Regions from separate parts of the Hermetia illucens genome. Here region 2 is linked to region 1. The links are chromatin contacts, called in public Hi-C maps. All regions are on one chromosome and are shown on one strand. Each heading gives the region's core, a stretch centred on a gene start, on an enhancer-like site or on the middle of the called end of the contact. The rest is flanking DNA. Distances are from core to core; before and after follow the strand shown.

Region 1 (5,588 bases), core at 349-2,848:
TGTGGGGCTTAATTGGTAGAAGGAGGGACCTCAATTTCGGGAAAAGATTAATGCTTGGAGATATTACATTATGTGCAGGCTAATTAGTGTCTATCGTCTTAATATGGACTAAGTGAAGAAAAAATAATAGCAGGTGATTTACACCTGCGCGGGGATTGACTGCCAGAACATTGAACTTACGCGTTCAGCCTCTGTGAAATTCCGGGGAGGAGTTTTAATAAAAGGAGGGGATGAAGGAAGGAGGGGAGGCGTGATGGTTGAGAGGAGAGCTACTGTCCGAGAGGAGAGCTACTGTCCGAGAGGAGAGTCAGCCCTGACACGTAGTACCTCTGCTCGCGTAATAGTGCATTGCGTTTAGCGAGATTTTTTATCAGCGGGTTAGGGTGGGACAGCCAATTTTTCAGTCTGACGTGCGACAACTTGATCATGTGCGGAATTATGGGGCAAATCCCCGAAGGGTCGTACAGAAGAGAGTTTTGGTGAAATTTTAGGTTTGGCCTTCTGTATTTGGCCGTGCATTTCCTGAATATCGTCCTTTCAAAGCGTTGGAGAGCTTCTGCTATGTTCGGTGACATGGTAGCCCATGCTGGGAAACCGTAGGTCAGGATTGGACGAATGAGAATTTTGTATAAAAGGGTTTTGGTGGCAGGGGACAGGGTCCGGGATGAGAGGAGGTTTTCTAAGGCGGCTGAGGCCTTGGCGATAGCAGATCTAGCGTGAGGGTTGGATTTGAGTTTGTTGTTGAGGGAGATTCCCAGGTATTTAATGGTTGGTTTCGGCTTGAGCGTGTGGTTGGCAATGCGCAGGTTTTTACTTTCTGGCACTGTTCACAAGTGGCGCTCCCCACTGGGGTTTCTGAAGCAAATAACCTCAGACTTATCAGTACCAATTTTAAACGCAACTCTTATCTTTGACTTCACTATATTCACATTTTGTATACAATCATCTTGATCATCAATAGAATCTACTACATTCACAAAAAATTCTTCTATATTCTCATTTTCATCAGACTTCTCGTACAGTATATCTAATAGGCAGTACCCACACTAAAATGCCCCGACTTATAAATGCATTGCGGAAGCTTATCCGTACACGCACGCCCTAAACAAGGCATAATCTTCATCAAATCGTATTGGTAAGAGAGATGGAAAGAACATGTCAGCCATATTTGATTGAAAGAAAAATTAAATTAAATTAAAATACGATATTTTCTTTCATGAAATGCGTGCACAACGAGAATCTCGCTCAAACTCAAGGGCAAAGCAATTTGAAATTGAGATTTCCCTTTTCTGGGGGCAGGAGAGAGCTTGGTAGCGGGATAGTTTCAACCTGTGGTCCATTGTAGGAAGGAGCCGTGTACTATTTAGCGGCCGGTACGGCATCAAGGGACAACTCTTGTCAGTGGAATAATGATGAATGAAAATTCGGCATAATTTGATTCTAGAAAAGATAAAATCACAAAGTTGCTTAATGCAATTAATTGAGTTCGTTAAAAATATTTTGAAAATGCAATGATAGTTCAGCCTGCAGTGACATTTTGAATCAAAAAGGTCAAAATCAAATGGAACGGTAATGACCGCGGTCGTGGGTGGCGCGAGAACGATATGGAACGCGGGTAGAATAGGAGACGTCAATATCGAGATGTATTATTAAGCTCTCTGGATTTGTGGTTGGGTTGCGGAAGTTAGTGAAGTTGAAATGCTGTCCTCTATGGTAAAGGAACACCAACTCAAACAATCACGAAGAAAAGAAGAACAAGGTGCCCGATATCAGAGAAATTACTTGGTGGATTTAACCATATCTACAATATGTACATTTTTTCCAGAAAGTAGACGGAAGGAGACTGTGGAGGCCGCAAACGAGCTAACTCAAGCATTGGTAGACCATTTAAATGTGGGGTAGGTTATTTGAAATACACTCTTATCAATGACAATTAGATCACAATTCGAACGCAACGTTGATGATAAAAAAAACCAGATAATCAAATATACAAAACTCGGCCGCAACAAAATTAAGCGGGAAACAATTACGGCGCGTGCGGAGTGCGGACGAGAGAAGATGCAGAACGCATACTGAATATTTAAGGTCGGCAAAGTTCGCTCTACGTCGGTAAGGTTCGTTCTGCAGATTTGGCGGCGTTCTTCGCATCCTGCTGTTACTTTTAAATGTAGTTAATTCACATGAATTCGTTTTGAGGACTGCGATAGGCACTAAATTCAATTTTTATGAATGGAAGCGATGGGACCAATGCAATTGACAATAATTAGCGCAAATAGCGCCTTCGGTACGTCTGAAAACGAATTCATTCAAATTAATGCCGCATTGCGTGTCTGACTTGTTACGTATTGTCCCAGGTAGATACTAGACAGCTACCACACTCAAGAAGGGAAATCAGTGCAAGTACGCACGATTTCAAATTGCTTTGCCCACAGTTAGATACTAGACAGCTACCTCACTCCCCCTTGCCCCTCAAGGGGGGAAGTCAATGCGAGTACACACGATTTCAAATTGTTTTGCCCTTGAGCATGAGCGAGATGTACCGAAAACCCGATCAGCTGTGTTTGACATACCGCCCGGACTTGCCAATGTATTGGTGAGATTGGCAAGTTTTTGCTTATGTAAAAGTGAATACGTGAAACAACTTTTTGCTATATGGGTGACCATGCCGTAGTATCAGAATAGCAGAAGCTTACCGATCTCTCTCTTACCAATACGATTTGACGAAGATTGTGCCTTTTCCTTGTTTAGCGTCTCTGATGTGTACAGATAAGCTTCTGCAAGCACATTTGCAAGTGGGGTCATTTTTGTAAGCGTACTGCCTATAGTAGATCTACTGTGGCTTTGCCCTTGAGCATTAGCGAGATATAACGAAAACCGGATCAGCTGTGTTTGACATGCTGCCCGGACTTGCCAATGGGTAGGTGAGAGTGATACGTTTTTATCTATAGATAAGTGAATACGTGAAACTACTGTTGGCTATATATTTGGCATTAGTGCCACCCCTGAGATTCTTTTCATCTCTCTCTTACCAACCCAGACGAAGTTTATAGTTTGTCCTTTAGCACCGATCATGTGTACGGATAAGATTCCGTAATCTATTTGCAAGTCGAGGCATTTTAGTGTGAGTACTGCCAATAGGCATATACTGGGTTATTGCTTTAGACAAGTCCGTGTAATGAACTTCATTTGACAGCTCTCTCACTCCGCGTGCACACAGTCATTCTTTTTGTGTTTTGGGCTTGGTTTATTCTTGTTATGTCTTCCGAGGCGAAATTTCGGCAAGTGTACCGCAGCACATATCTTATTATTTCCTTTTACAATGGGAACAGAATTCGGAAGTTCCTCCTTAATTCTCAACTTTACATTCTGTAATTGCTCGTGAACGGTATGATGCTTTTTGGCGTCGATTACTAAGAACGCCGGTTGTGGATATTGTTGGCAGCAATAGTGCTTGTTGCATTAGAGTTCGCCGTCAAAAACGAAAAATCTGTTTTATTCAAATTTAATCGCAGTTCACTTATGGAAATGTTGTCCGAGATCTAGTTTTGCTAGGATGTTAGGAAAACATCTGTATAGTGGGGACGAGAGGACGCTTCCTTGAATACCAACATCACACTTTGAACCACAAATAGATCCTATGCAGCTACCACACTCCCTCCTATTCCCCAAAAAATGAAATGAGAACGGGTGCGTACGATTTCAAATTGCTTTGCCCTTACCCTGAGCGAGATATAACGAAAACCGGATCAGCTTTATTTGACAAGCTGCCGGACTTGCCAATATATTGGTGAAATCAACAAGTTTTTACCTATGGATAAGTGAATGCGTGAAACTCCTTTTGGCTATATGGGTAAGCATGGCAATAGTACCAGAATAGGAAAAGCTTATCGAGCGAATAATACGATTGTTTCGGCGATCACCTAGGCGACCTCGTCTAGGAACTACTCCAATTGGGCACTGGCCAAGTTCGCGCACTAGTTCCTGGAGTATTTCGATTTGTTTTTCATTAATTGTATCTATATAGAGTTTTAGAATATATGATTTTTTGATATTCGGAGTTGTTCAGAAATTACAGTTATAAGTCACATGCCAGATTTATGATCGCTGTAATAAAGCGCATATTTATCGATCCGAATGAAGGCCAAGGCTAAAAATCACACTCTACTTTTTAAGTGCGTTTTTCTCGAAACTACATATTGAAAATCTGCTGCCACCATAACCCAAAATCTATCCAACGAAATTCTTTGAAATTTTCACGACTAATTCAGAACATATTTCTACGGTCCGCAAACTAGGATAATTGCGATTCATTCAGTAGCTTTTTTTTAATTATTAAAAAATCCTTGAAAAACACCAAAATTCACAAAAAAAAAAGTTTAACACGGCCCTAAAATTTAGCTTTTCATATTTTTTTATAATCCTAGTTTGCGGACTGTAGTTATATCTGCACGTTAAAATGCCGTTTACTTTTTTTCCTTTAAGGTGCTCGCAGCGTCCTTCAGCGTGGCAGCAGAAAAACACCTTTTTTGAAGATGGGTATATAAATTTCTCTGTATTTCAATAATGAACTGTACTATCGGGCCGGAAAAATTATTACACATGCTGAAGATATTAATAAATGTATCGTGAAAAATTCACATTTGCATCTTTTTCCAGTTCTTCATAAAAAATTTCTAAAAAAAGCGAAATCGGCTTTCACGGGATGACCCCCTTAAAAAATTTTCACTGTAAAACAGCTGCACCTCAAAGAACTGTTTATCTGGGTATTACCGTTGCTATGAGAACAACATTCGGCGCAGCAATAAATACATTACCCAATTTGTAGCCTCTGTATATATTTATTCAAGGCACTTCAATGAGAGCAGCTAATAGATTAATTCGGTTCGATCTATGGGGAAACTAGGGAAGGGGGCAGAGCATTGGAAGAGTTTTTGGGAGAACTGAATCCAGTTTTTTACAACGCCTTCCGACCCTCAGGAAGTTATCCTAAAACGTAAAGAAAACGGGGAAGCCTTCTTCACCGATGGTTCAACAACAGAACAGGGCTCTGAAGCAGGAATTTACCTCTCGAGTAAGAAGGAGTATTGGCTGCTTTTCCCTTAAGGGGTTATATACAGTTAGAATTTTCATAAAAACGATTTTTTTTTTATTTTATTTTCTTAATGTACATATATTTAAGAATACACAGAAAATTTCATATCGTTCCGGTGAATATTTTCGAAGTTACATGCAAATTTTAAAATGCGTTTCAGAGCGGTTGGAAGCATAGGGCCGGAGCGGCAGCGCTTACCTGGAACGCTGTTTCCCTTTTGTGCACCTACCTATTCTAAATGTTCCCTTCTAATGTATTTAGATGGGTAAAACATCAATGTGTTATTGTCGTTTTTATAACTGAAAGGTAAATTTTAATTTTGCTCTCCCCAAATTGGAAAATATTTAAGGGTGGTAGTCAGTATAAACAGCTAAGCCAAGCAGTAAACTTGTGAGTTCCTTAAAATTCTATTTGTAATTTGAAAATGAAGGCTTCTAGAGAAATGAGAAAATCTCTTAACATACGTAAGTCGAGACCAAAAAAGCGAAAAAATATT
Region 2 (6,097 bases), core at 1,335-3,834, 340 kb after region 1:
TCAACACCTGCACTATCACACTCTTCTTGGGTTTCTTTTGATGATTCCGCTTCTAATATAGATACGGTTTAAAATGTTGACAATTATTAATATTATCACTTTAATTTATGTGTACATTTATGTAATGTAAAATTAAATTACTGGATAAGACTACGATCTTGCCAGTCCTTATGTATTCCTCGGAGACTTGGGTTCTTAGCAAGAAAAATTGCGAACTCTTCGCCGCGTTCGAGAGAAGAATCCTCCGAAGAATTTTGGCCCCCTACATAGACAATTCCGTAGCCTACATAACGATGAAATATATGAACGATAACACGACGGTTGTGGATAAAATACCGCTCAACAGGTTGCGGTGGGCGGTCCGTATGAATGAGGATGATCCAGCCACGAAAACCTATAAGAGCAACATCTATGATAGAAAAAGAAGACGAGGTAAACCCTACCTGAATTGGTGCACCTCGGCGCAAAACCGGGTTGTCCCCTTAAAGTTACATCTTTCTTCTGGTGAAATTGGTTCACGAAAGTTTGTTTTTTGCTTTCTAATATCTCCTTCAATAATCGTCAGTATGTAACCAAATGGTTTAGAGACATTCTGGCATATTTAAAAAGTTATTTGGGTAACTTTTTTCCCGTAAGTTAGTAGTTTCATGTATGCCGGTTCTCTTCTTTTTGACAATTTTACACTCAAGTGACCTTACGCTCATTGAATAATATACGCTACGCTGCGCTACATTCCGCTACGCTTTTAGTCTGCACTGGACCTAGTCTGCGCTCGGCCTAAATGCTTAAAAGATAATTTTGGAACATTTGACCGCCGTTATTTTGATCAACATTTGGTAAATAGGGTTTTCCGGAATGGTTGCGGGTTGTCGCACTTCATTTTTAAGTCGTAAATTTTGGATAACAGGGTTGTCGTTTGGGGATATTCGAAAGATTAAAATCGCAAAATATGGGGTGGCGGAATGTGAAAATTTGTCACCTCTTGATTTGAAATTGAATAAAACGTTTCAAAGCACCACCGTAGAATTCAATTAACATGCATGCAATTAACTTTTTCTCAAAATTGATTGGCTCCAAAATGAGGAGCGGCAGCCCTAACCTTTTTTATCGAAAACGATCCGCGATTCGCACCCACCAACACAATAAAAAATCTAAAAAAACAAACGCCCATTCTAATATTTTACACAATAGGCTCCCCGCCATATTTTCACTAATGACAGAAATTACTTGTATGGTGCAACCTAACAAAACTCTCAAAAACCGTTTTGGAAAAATGTCTATCAGCAATTGAAATTTCAAGCAAATTCAAACAGACTGAATAGCCCGCGCCATGTTGTGAGACGTCACAACTCTACCGAGGAGACTTCATTGGCATGGCAACCCATAAAAATGTATAACTGTCAATTTCCCGTGGCATTTACAATTCAATTAGTGCCTTCCACAGTTCTCACAACGAATTCATGTAAATTAATTACATTCAAAAGTAACAGCCAAAAAACGAAAAGCGCCACCATATTGCAAATGACGCAACAAACTCTCTCTCACGCATCGCAAAAGCTTTCCGAACTTTTCTGCGTGCGGCATTGCGCATCGAACTTGTATATTGCTTCATACAAGTCCGTGTAATGAACTTCATTTGACAGCTCTCTCACTACGGAAATACGCAGTTACTCTGCTGTTGTATTTGGGCCTTAAGCATTCGGAGATCGGAAAGACCACAAACGCGGAGGATACCGTTCCATTCCATGGATCAAGTTTGATGGCATTCCACGCAACTGCCGTGGTATGTTCAAAAAGCTTTTAGGAAACTGAATTAGGTGCAACAGGGAGTTTCGAGTTGCGACTCCTGGAAATTACAAAACTGTCAAATTGTCACTTCGATCACGATGAAAATCGAACGGGACAGGAGCCTTCGCGAGCATTTATGAGACGAAGCTATAAGCTGTGTCCGATATCACTCGAGTCTCGCGATGTGTACGGACAAGCACCACCAAAGTCGTTACCTTTGGCTTGTGAGTTTACTGCCAAAAAGGGATTTTGAGGAGGTAATTATTTAGGAGATACTCTTCAGCTGATTTGACATTTCATCGCCATGCGAAGGCGATCGAAATCCGACAGAATACTCGCGATTAGACACAAATCTCAAACGGTACGCGTTTGTTTGCAAGAATTCTTCAGAACTCGCATTCATAGTGTGCAGTCTTATTTGGCGAATCACAACTTGGTGACGAAAACCGCGTATGTTTCACGAATCTAGACATGCAAAATCACAGATTAGTAAATAGAGAAATCAGGGAGCAAATAAGATCGGCTTTAGTTGCCTTTCTGTAGAATTATATATAAAGCTAACTCTACCGAACACTCAACGTAAATACTCACCAACTCAACTCACAAGGCTCTTCCATCTCTTCTTTATGCCCGCTTATATTATCCGTTAACTTGTTTTGGCCCCGGCAGCCTAATATCAATGCCGTAGCTTATTTGACATATATAGCAAGAACATGGATTACATCGACGCTTTCCCGGATTGACACTTAGGTTAAAGGCAGTGTACACAGACTAGACAAGGTAATATCAATACGAAACGTCAAATTGATGATAACGTCACTTGGACTGATACAATGTGTAGTGAAAATTAATAAATATCCGGTATCACTGGAACTATCATGGCTAAAGGAGAGTTATAGATTAAGATTTGTAGGAAACATCTCTGCTATGAAAAAGTCCATATCTATGAAAATCGACAGAAACATCTGAGAGATATTCGATTTTAAAATTCCAATTTGATAAGATAGTCACAGATTTGTTGGTTCTGCGACCAAAAATGAAATCATGACTAGAATTTATTATTAGCAAATTGGATCACGATTATGTTCGATAAAGAGCATAAACGTAACATGAACGCACCAAATTAATAAATAATATTAATAACTTTTCTCTTTTTAGTGGGCGGTTCTGGAAGGAAATAATTTCGATGCCTAATTCGAAAATAGAGACAGCATTTTAAAAATAGCTTTTTAACGAAATCGCCTTTTGAAGTAACTTTTGTCACTAAAATTTTATCATTTAAATATTTCGTACGGCCGTGTCCGCATTTCACTTTTGCTCACTGTATATAGTTATGACCCGAACTAGAACTAACGAAATTATTCAAAGGTAGAATTTTGGCTGCTTCTAATAAATTAAATATCAATTCAAAAACGTCTAAAAAGGATCTTAGTGCCAACGAATTTCGATGTTGTGTTGTGATTATTCTCATAAAACAATAATTAAAACCGATCCAGCAGTTCCTGAGGTTTCCGAAGATATTTGCGACCATTTGGAGTGTAAAAAGTTATTAAGTCTAAATACATATCGAAACCGCATAGCGAATATTATCATTTTTAAAAGTACTGGGCACTTGCCCACGAAAGAGTAGTCCGCGCACTGAATAGCAGAAATAAGTTCCTTCTCAAATATGTGCGGCCCGCTATCAAGTAGATGGTAGGCTCAAGACAACTCATCTCAAAGAAAAATTTTCATCTCTATAAGCTTAAACCAGTTTAGGTTCTAACAACGCGATTTCGGTCGTTACAATTCATACCCTTGGCGGATTTTGAATTCAATATAAACGAGCCAAATACCACCGGTCACGCCGCTCCGGGTAGAGAGAGGTCAAGATATTAATAAATCTATGGTGAAAAAAATTCTAAAAAATGCATTAGAGTCTTTATTCATTTCTTCTTAAGTGGGATGACCCACTTAGTAGAAGTTTAACGAAACTAGCAGATACGACAAACGCTTATTGTAGGCAGTCGCATTCAACTCTTATTGAGGGATTTCACATATCTGACAGATATGACTTTGCAAGGAACACTGCAATTGAGGCTTTTTCGATCATATGGACATGCCATTCGCACTGGCGGGAACTCATCTGCGAAGATTGGTTTGAGAATGGAAGTCGATTGAGAATAAACCAACAACAAGGATGGCTTGATATGCTAAATGGTGATTTGAGAGCCTGTCAATTCCATCATATTAGGTCCATAAATTAGCAAAATGGTGGATTTGACCGAGGACAGCCGGCCCCGCATTTGCCTATCATAGTTCTGACTAGTCGCTGACAATTGACAGTTCACTTGTCAGTGGATAAAAGCATTGAATGGAAACTTAGCATTATATGGTTCTGGAAGAGACGAAGTCATAAAAATGATTATAATAAATAAAGAATCTCAACTCGGAATTTCCTGCTGCTATTAATTAAGTTGGCTAAAAAAATTTTAGAGATGCCATGCCAAAAAAATCCACAATGCCATTGAATACTTTCCACTTAAAATCGCTAATAAGCTGGTGCAACGCAAATAATCGTAGACGCAAGTGATTATAAGTTCTATTCAAGGTTAAGAGGAAAAACTTAAAAATTAGAATTTATTCGTTTTATTAAAGAAATTCCATTCTTAAGCATCTTCCTTCAACTTATAATATTAATTGAATTAAATCTTAAATTTAACACCTCTTTTAAATGTTCTTTTATCTATCTATTCAATTGCATCTGATTATTAATATCTTATTTTATGGGTGGAAAACGTAACTCAAAAATCAGGGCCATGCGCTTGTACGAAGTCTAGTCCCCAAAATATGTCTCATTAGGAGATCTGTTTAAATAAACTTAATAATAAATTATTACCAGCTTTTAGGATTGGACCGGATAACCCCTCTTAGGTTCATCCTAGTTTTACTAAATTGCAGCAACCTAGGGAACAGTATCGCGTTCAACACTGCAAAGTTTCATGAGAATCCGGCTATTAGTTTGCTCCGAATTTACTGCATCTTAAGCCATGCAAATAAGATGCTGACGTCATAGTTAACGAGAATAATTGACATTCGAGTAAAAAAAGTCGAATATATAAAGAATTTACTTACCTTTACCCTTTGCTGCTATTAAGTGAGTCCTTTTTATGGTTTTGTGTGAAACAAAACCTTATTAAAATCGATTCAATGTCTGTCTGTCCGTCTGTCGGTTTGTCACACCCAATTTACTCGGAGACATCTGGACCAATTATGTGGTCTGTGTGTCCCATTATATGTAGCGATTAACACCATTTTAGGTTAAGTTTGGAGAGGAGGTCCCCACACATTATTTGCATATCAGTATCAATTACTCGAGGCAGACATGTGTATGTACTCGTATATGTATGTGTAATAAAGCTTGCCTGGTTACCAGCGGTTTCTAGTTTACGTACGCGCATTTGTGCAAGGAGTGCCTGAAGATGCGTTAGATCAATTTATCAATGCGGTAGCAGACAATGTTCGTTTATTGTTTATTTTTATGATGAACACAGTATTTATGTCAGCGATATGTATGTTGATATGTGTATCATCTGGTTTAGCGCAATATTGTAGAATATTTTGTATTCAGGGAGGCAGGGAGTTTCTCACACAAGATTAACCCAAAACATTTATACCCCAACACGCCCAGCTCCCGGTATCCCGACTTGTTTGTTTGTGTGTTTTTGGTGAACTTCTTCATATTTGCTAATAATGTTGAACTGCTGCTGTCAAGCGTATGAAATTAGTTATTATCAGAGCAAATTATTTCTATAAATAGCTGCTGACACAGTTGAATTTTGCATTATTTTGCCAGTGCAATTGCCATGCACTCAAAGTTCCTCACATATGGAAACAAAACCTTTTATATCTAAAGCGTCCAGCTTCCAGTTTTCCGACTTTTTTAAATTTATTTGCGAGTTTCTCTGCCGGTGTATTTATATGCACTTTCATGAGATTGCTTTTGTATCTGAAATACAAGAACAATCAATTAGTAAATTGGTGAACATTATAGCGGGAAGTGAAGATATAATGACGTTACGTTGTTAAAATTTGTTACAAAATGGCTGTATTTCTCCATATAAATTTCAAGTCAGTATAATTCCCTTTTCAATTTCTTCAATATAACTATGATTATTAGCTTTGCTAATTTTACCCACAGTTAATTAAATTTTCCAAATTCTTTCTATATTTATTTACAGGGAATTTTGGTTACGAAATTTAATCACAATTTGATCAACTATATCAATTTTTGTGTAGTTAAGAGAAGGTATAGGGCGTAAATAAGATG

What was found. Hi-C and Micro-C count contacts between places; a contact is called where the count stands out from the background.
Region 2: a contact with region 1 is called in a Hi-C map of an unstated tissue, with 8 times the contacts expected there. The contact joins the promoter of LOC119654523 here to the promoter of LOC119655021 in region 1. A contact is called at or near these places in 2 of 2 Hi-C or Micro-C datasets (an unstated tissue and whole body).

The regions. Positions count from the first base shown.
Region 1 is chr4:69,770,508-69,776,095 of iHerIll2.2.curated.20191125, forward strand. It overlaps LOC119655021 (biogenesis of lysosome-related organelles complex 1 subunit 1), which reads left to right and starts at 1,599. Exons shown (of 4, transcript XM_038060695.1): 1 at 1,599-1,759; 2 at 1,826-1,898. The coding sequence starts at 1,699.
Region 2 is chr4:70,109,425-70,115,521 of iHerIll2.2.curated.20191125, forward strand. It overlaps LOC119654523, which reads right to left and starts at 2,585. Exons shown (of 5, transcript XM_038059965.1): 1 at 2,380-2,585. The coding sequence starts at 2,405. It overlaps LOC119654525 (a long non-coding RNA gene), which reads right to left and starts at 1,436. Exons shown (of 3, transcript XR_005249826.1): 1 at 1,422-1,436; 2 at 444-784; 3 at 337-394.